Regions from separate parts of the Hordeum vulgare genome. Here region 1 is linked to region 2. Evidence: chromatin contacts called from public Hi-C data. All regions are on one chromosome and are shown on one strand. Each heading gives the region's core, a stretch centred on a gene start, on an enhancer-like site or on the middle of the called end of the contact. The rest is flanking DNA. Distances are from core to core; before and after follow the strand shown. Region 1 holds the start of LOC123444247 (WD-40 repeat-containing protein MSI4-like). Region 2 holds the start of LOC123444246 (vegetative cell wall protein gp1-like).

Region 1 (3,619 bases), core at 790-3,289, 150 kb after region 2:
CCATCTACTTCTTTATATTTTTGCATATCACAGAGCTCAACAAAATTGTTCAAGTGCAAGGCAACATCATCTCCAGCACCGGAGAATTGATCTTTCATAACTAGGTTCAGCAAAGCAGCTTTAATCTCATAGGACGTGGCCTCAGTGGCGGGAGCAGCAATAGGAGTGCAGATAAAGTCATTGTTGTTGTGACTAGTGAAGTCACACAACTTGGTGTTCTCAGTGGAACCCATAGCAGCAGCAACAAGCAAGAGCAAAGCAACTATTTTTTGTGGTTTTTGGTATAGGACTCTAAAGCAAAAACTAGAAAGCAAACTAACAAGACTAAAAAGCAAAGGTAAAAGATAGCGTGCAACTCCCCTATCTTGAAGACTGGAGTCCCCGGCAATGGCGCCAGAAATTTTCTTGATGACGAGGTGATGTATATACTTCTTGCCCCTCGTTGGTTACCCCAAGTGGAAGGTGAAGATGTAGTCAGCAACACATTTCCCTTACACGGAGACTCTAAGGTTTATCGAACCAGGAGGACTCCTAGGCTCAACAAGTAGGTGTCTTCCACCCTGGCGCTAGCAGAAGACATGGACCTGCACACACAACAAATAACTTTGCTCCCAACGAGTATAGGGAGGTTGTCAATCTCCGGCCTTGTAGTTTGCAAAGGATCAAAACACAAGCGGGAAGGTAACAGTGATTGCAACGGAAAAGTAAAGAAAACGGTAAACGATGGAGGTGTAAACAATGGAGGTGATATGGACCGGAGTCACATGACGTTCACTAGTGATGTCTCTCTCCCAAAAGATGATAAACAACTATGCTAGGGTAAACAAATCACAGTTGGGCAATTAACAGAATTATGATCGCACCGCAATGCTAATTAGCTAGCACCCAATGCTACATGGTTAGTGAGGCCGGACCATCCATCGTGTCATATGCTAGTCTGATTGATTGCGCGTCCACACACCCCTTTCGACTAGGGACCATTTAGGACACTCATCATACAATGCATAGTCTCACAAACAAGTCACGTACTTGTTAATACACAACATTGATAATATCGAAGGACTATCTTTATTCATAAACACATAAGAAATATCATCATACATGATTGCCTCTAGGGCATATCTCCAATAAAGAGCACCCGAAAAACTTGATACCAACCACCAATCAGATTGTCGTGTATATTTGATGCATATGATTTTCATTGCACTTGGTACATAAAAGCTTGGGCCTTCTCCCTTTTGGGTTCTCATCATTATTATCTTGCACAGTTTTATAATCATTGTTTTAATATTGCTAAGCTATTTTGTACTACTATTTTTCTCATGCACACATGCGGTGGAATAAGTTATATTCCATGTCCATCGGATTGGATAATTATATGGTTTTCAATTTTTGCCTCAAACACGTAGAAGGAGTTCAATAATGTGTTCTTCTTGACTAATTAGTACACACATTCTCGCAAGCATTAGGCCTTTTTATTGTAAGAAAGTAGATATGAAGGGATATTTACAAACATCTCAATGTCTTTTTATGGTAACACTAAACAATATACCATATGTATATCTTTATTTACACAAATGCATGCATTATGCATGTATGATATTGTATCAAAAACTACATCGTGATCAAAATAAAGTACTCAGTAGCAGATTGTTTGATAAGATATAGCCATGCTGAGTGTATCACAGTTGTGTATGGCGAGGAACTCTTACCTCTTGATTACAACTCTATCTATCATAATGAAATAAACTCCTTTTCTCCCCGCAAAAAGACAAAAGAAGGAACTACTTGAATGCATTTTTGGTTGAGTAGTTGATTCTTGATAGTATCACGAGAATATGTCACCCATGTATACATGACGGTTTCCCGCTGCAATGCACGTGCACTCACCTGGTGTTTTTTCTCTGAGGATCAGTGTTTTTTTATGATGAGTCTCAAAAAATGTCCGCTTTCTTTTTTGAGGGGTGAAAAAAAAATGTCTGCCAGAAGATCGGGAGCTAGACAAACAGCCCAACTTTGTGAAGCCCATAATATTCTCCGACACCAAACACGAAATGGCTCAGCCCATTTGCACACCGCATCTGTTACCGTTTTCACTCCAGCCGCAGCCTAGATACTCCTCTGCGCCTTGGTACTTCGCACCGAGCGGGAGGCAGACAGGAACAGACTCCCAGAGAGCACTCCCCCTGCACAGAGCGAGAGCGAGGGCGGAGCAGTCGTCGGCGGCGGCCAGCAGCGGAGCGGAGATGAAGGAGAGAGGCGGGTCGAGGGCGGCGGTGGACGAGCGGTACGCGCAATGGAAGTCGCTCATCCCCGTCCTCTACGACTGGTTCGCGAACCACAACCTCGTCTGGCCGTCCCTCTCCTGCCGGTAATCCTCGTTCCCTGCGGCCTCCTCTGCTGCTTCCCCTCTCCATTCCCGCCGTTACTTGGGCCCAGGCGTTGTGCTCGCGTAGATTCATATGGGGCTAGGGTTTTGTCGTCACGGACGTATCTAGGGTTTTGCTCTGTGTCTGTGCAGCCACTGCATGCGGTATCTCCAGATCTGTGGCGTGGCTACTGCCTGGCTGGTATGGTGAGCAGAGCGGAAGCTTTGGGTCGAGTTATTGCCCTAAGGTCCTAGGGTTTTGGGTTCTGTAATTTTTTCTGTGGTGGCATGCGAGTATTTCAGATGGGGGTTTGGTGTTTGTGTTCATGTAATGCTTGCCTTGATGAGCTGTTTCGATGCGGCGGCTCCTGCCAGTGTCAACCATTTTATCTTGTAAATATGATTGCTTGCCATCTATATAGTGAGCACGATTTGATGATATTGCTTTATGAGCATCGGCTCTGTGGTGCATTCTTACTCACCAACTGGTACTTCGAAGCTAATAATATCTCAGATTGGTGGCATTCTGTTTTGAAGCATGCTTGTTTGATTTTGCAGCAGTTCTGACCTTCAATAGTGGTTCTGCAACTAATTTATTTGCTGATCTGTTGGTTTGTTTGGGAACAGGTGGGGTCCTCAGTTTGAGCAGGCTACCTATAAGAATCGCCAGCGCCTCTACCTATCAGAGCAGGTGACCTTCAAAAGTCCTCAGTTTGAATGCTTTCACAAACAGATTTTTAGCATATGCGACTGATTGTTAGGTTTTGTTACATAATGAGTATTTATATTTTCTTATTCAGATCTAACCATAGTATTTTTTTTTCATCCTGAGGTGCTTTCAGACAGATGGGAGTGTCCCCAATACCCTGGTCATTGCAAACTGTGAAGTTGTCAAGCCACGGGTTGCAGCTGCAGAACACATATCACAGGTTATTCAGTGTTCAATGGCTTTCCATTACACTTTCACTTCGTCAGTGCAGAATAGCATGATTTCTTGGATGCATGTAAATATATAGATCTGGCCTCTTGGGTCCTGCATGCAGTTCTTAGTTAACTGTCTCTGCGAGTTTCTTATGCCTGTGCGTAATGGTATAATTATGTCGGTTTCTTGTATTTTTATGTATTGGGGAGTATACTTACATTAACATCCTTGAGAGAGAGGGCCTAAACTAGGAATTTTTCATACTGGTCATTAATAGGTTCAGAATAGAGCTGACCAGAAGTCTCTTTTGTACTGCAGTTCAATGAGGA
Region 2 (3,805 bases), core at 907-3,406:
AAATTATATGAAATTTGAGAAACAAATAATTGAACAAATAGTAATGATATTGAGGAAGCAAAGCAGATCCAGATAGTTCTTACACCAGGGTGGCTGTGGTAGAAAAGGTGCGGCAGCCGGAGTATTCACAGCAATGTTAGGATGAGACGCATGCGGTTCAACTGGAGGAGATGGCGAAGCTGCAGGCATTTGTTCTTGAAGATGATGATTGCCTGTTTGAGTAGCAGGAGAAACCACTTGTGAGGGAGGGGCAGGTTGGCCTGTGAATAAAGCAATAAAAAAATTGTCATTCGAATCTGGATTTTACAGTTATTCAGACACAGGTAGAGTTCAGCATCATGCTGAACAGCAATTCACCTGCACTCTGTATAGATGGAGATATTTCCGGTGGCTGATAAAAATGATCAGGTGAAAGACTAGGTTGCATTGTAGGCAGCACTGCCTGTTTGGATGCTGACACGGCTTCATCTGAGGAAGCCAACGAGTGTAAACCATTCCCATTAAAAAATCATGAGTGTTTAAAAAAAATCTTGACATGGGATTGGGATTGAAGGAAAACATATGAAGTTAGAGAAGGTACCTTCATGTTTGATTGTTGGGCTCGGTGCGTAATGATCGTACTGTTTGTTCACATCTGTACTAGTTGGTGCTGATAATTTTACAGTTAGCCCTGGAAAATAATTGTTAATTGAATTTAAACTAGAATTACACAGCAGATGTATAACAACAAAACTTTGAAACCATTGTCCCACAGGCATGTTTAGTTACACACCTAAGCTTTGTAATGTTGGAACTTGTAATCGCGATGGATGAAGTATATTATCCAGGTTGACTTTTGGATGGCCACTTGTTTTGGATAGAAGAACTTTACGACCAAAGGCAGGTGCATGAGATTGCTGATGACCTTTGGAAACAGATTACACAAAACATTCAGTTATTTACTGCCGCAGAGTAGAAAGCCATAACTCCAATCGTCATTACAGAACAAAAAGGAACGTGGTTGCGTCTGGAAGTGAAATGAATTTTTAAGCAGTAGATCTAAGTAGATCTTACAAGTGTGTAGTATATACAGTAGTTGATAAAAATGAGCTAACAGAAAATATAATTAGTCAAATAATTAGGCACGCGTATAATAATTACTATTTATTTGGTCAGGATTACATACATATATCTGGCCAGTGCGTTGCCCATACAGAATCACAATAAAGTGCTAGTAAAGTGCAATTCGAAAAAAAGAATAGGCACGTTGGTGATCATTAATCCATTATATATCTGGTAGTGCTCGTCTGCTCGACACTGATCTAGGTACTACTGATTAGAAGTTAGAAGAAGTGACAATCTCACTTTGCCTCTCGTAAATTGCTCTGCATCAACCTTGCAGCCCTTACATTCGGGACAGCTGTAAGATCAGATCAGAAACAAGGCCCTCCAACCATGAATTTGCCATCCGATTCCAGCAATCAGAGGCTCGGACAACGGCAGCAGGAATTACCACGCGGAATCCACACAACCAATTTGGCCGTGAACTTAAACACTGAGGCTCGGGGTTTGGCAGCTAAACCCAGGGAAATTCTCACGAGTAAGGTAAGCTAGCATTCAGAGCTTCAGACACGCACGATCCTGGTGTCGGACTAAAACGACGAGAGGAAACCGCGAAACCACCAAACTTGCACGCCGGCGATTCCAGTTCCACATACCTCCGCCTCCAAGGACGACGACGGCGGAGACCAGCGAGCCGACGGCGAGGACGGCGCAGACACCGCCCCACCCGCCCCCTCCTTGGCGCAGCCGCCCCATCTCCCGGAGCCTCCCCGCGCCAACGCCCGGCGGCAGGACCCGGACCGACGCCGACGTCAGTTAAGTAGCAACCGCCCGCGAACTCGCCATAGCAGCGGCAGAAGGCCTGTCGGCAAGCGCGGAGGCGGGTGAGCGGGCCGGTGCGCGAGGAGGGAGAGTAGAAGATTCGGTGCGGAGGCTGGGAGTAAACAAATGGGGAGCGTGAGACCCGACAGGGGTCAGGAGCGGGAGCAGGAGCAAGTTGCGCACTGGCGCTAGGGGCGGCAAGGCATTTCCGGCGATCGCGCGAGTGTTTTTCTCGGGTTTGGTTTGGTTTGCGCAGCAGCCGGGGCGGGCGGGATGTTGTTTGGTGGCCATGAAGTTAGGCGGAGTCCGGTCTTGGGCACGGAGGGTGGTGGTGGACGCGTGGGTCTTCTCCTCTTCCTTTTGCCCCTTTTTTTCTGGGGACACCGGCGAGCCCGTCATCGGTGAGACTGACTGACGCGTGAGGACTACTAGCATACTAGCAGTACGAATTACTACCAATACAGACATGGTTCCGCAATCACCCGGGAATCAACGAGAAATAAAACTGTGTCAGTTAGGGTGTGTTTGGTTTCAGGATGAGGTGGAATCGGACGGGTTGGTTTCATCCCTAGCAGCCGTTCTCGTGTTTAGTTGTGTTAGGAATCGGAATTGGGTCATCCGCATTAGGGAATATTCCCTTCAGATGCTTCATCGATTTGGAGGAATCGACTCGTTATTCGTCCGAGAAAGCAAAGAAAAAAAGAAATAACCAAGCGATTCTCACCGCGTTCACCCCCGCACCCGAACAAAAGTTTTCGTGGTTATTTTTTCTCGTTTTTGTGATTAATTTTTTTCGTGGTTATTTTTTCATTTCCGTGATTATTTTTCGTAAATATTTGATATGTACTCAGGATCATATATTTTTATTTGCATGTGTTGAAAATAGAAAGAAAATGTTGCTGAAAATTTAAATTATAGGCTTGTTAAATGCAAATTGTTAGAGCATATATCTCCATATGTGGTTTTGGTAATTGATGACAATTCCTATGGACCAATGGTTGCCTTAAGTTATATTTAATGGATTTGTCCATAGGCACTTCTTGAAGTCCATCTGTTGGATTCAAGGAGTTTATATGATGACCAAGGTGGTATTCAAGGTATTATCCAAAAAATGATCATAGAGACACAAGGTTGATCAAGATCTCAGACAAAGAGTAAATCAAGATGATCAACACACAAAGCGTACAAGATGTACCGAGAGGGATCAAGTGATCCCATGGTATGGTAAGCATTGTCCATTACGTGTTTGTGTACTAACCCATGGTCTTCGTGAGAGTTCTGTGTGGGGGTTAGGTGTGTTTCCATGGGCTTGCGTCGAAGAGAAGATCTCATACAACCCATAAAGTATGACGTCAAGTTGTGATCGTCATCAAGATTGCGATGTGCAAGTTCAAGTGGATCAGCACGAAGATATCATGCTTGAAGCTTGCCGTCCATTGTGATGGCAATGGACTTGTGAAGATATGCTAAAGAGTGGCTCACCCATAGTGAGTATGGGGGAGCAATCAACTAGTCTTCATCAAGCCAACGCAATCAAGAAAGGTTGTCCATCTTGAGGAAGCCAAGATCATCATCATCTAGTTCAAGAGGACGATGTGCAAGGTATAGGTTTGCTCTTGATAGGTTTTCTGTTTAGGATAGATTGTTGTACTATCAAGGGGGCTCTCAAGTGAGTAGCTTGATCGTATCGTTCGTTGAGAGCTCAAACCATTTGCATCCTTGCATCATACTTCTTGGTTCTTGTTTGGTGTTTCTCTTTGTGAGTTTTAGAGCTTATGGTCATCTTCGTGACAAGCTCGAGTTCATCGAAAACGGAGTCCATATGCATCTACTATGATGTTTTCGATGTTGGAGTTTTTGCCGGTTCTTCATTCATAGATGACTCACATCTCTATATCATTGGCATTTTCATATCTGCATGGTCTTAAGATTTCCAGACGCT

Evidence for each region. Hi-C and Micro-C count contacts between places; a contact is called where the count stands out from the background.
Region 1: a Hi-C map of leaf shows a contact between it and region 2, with 5 times the contacts expected there. The contact joins the promoter of LOC123444247 here to the promoter of LOC123444246 in region 2. A contact is called at or near these places in 3 of 6 Hi-C or Micro-C datasets (leaf and seedling) and 1 of 1 datasets of contacts at active chromatin or transcription factors (embryo).

Annotation. Positions count from the first base shown.
Region 1 is chr3H:458,247,484-458,251,102 of MorexV3_pseudomolecules_assembly, forward strand. LOC123444247 (WD-40 repeat-containing protein MSI4-like) reads left to right here and starts at 2,040. Exons shown (of 15, transcript XM_045120912.1): 1 at 2,040-2,371; 2 at 2,996-3,059; 3 at 3,211-3,297; 4 at 3,609-3,619. The coding sequence starts at 2,055.
Region 2 is chr3H:458,095,473-458,099,277 of MorexV3_pseudomolecules_assembly, forward strand. LOC123444246 (vegetative cell wall protein gp1-like) reads right to left here and starts at 2,157. Exons shown (of 7, transcript XM_045120910.1): 1 at 1,698-2,157; 2 at 773-904; 3 at 581-670; 4 at 358-468; 5 at 84-260. The coding sequence starts at 1,797.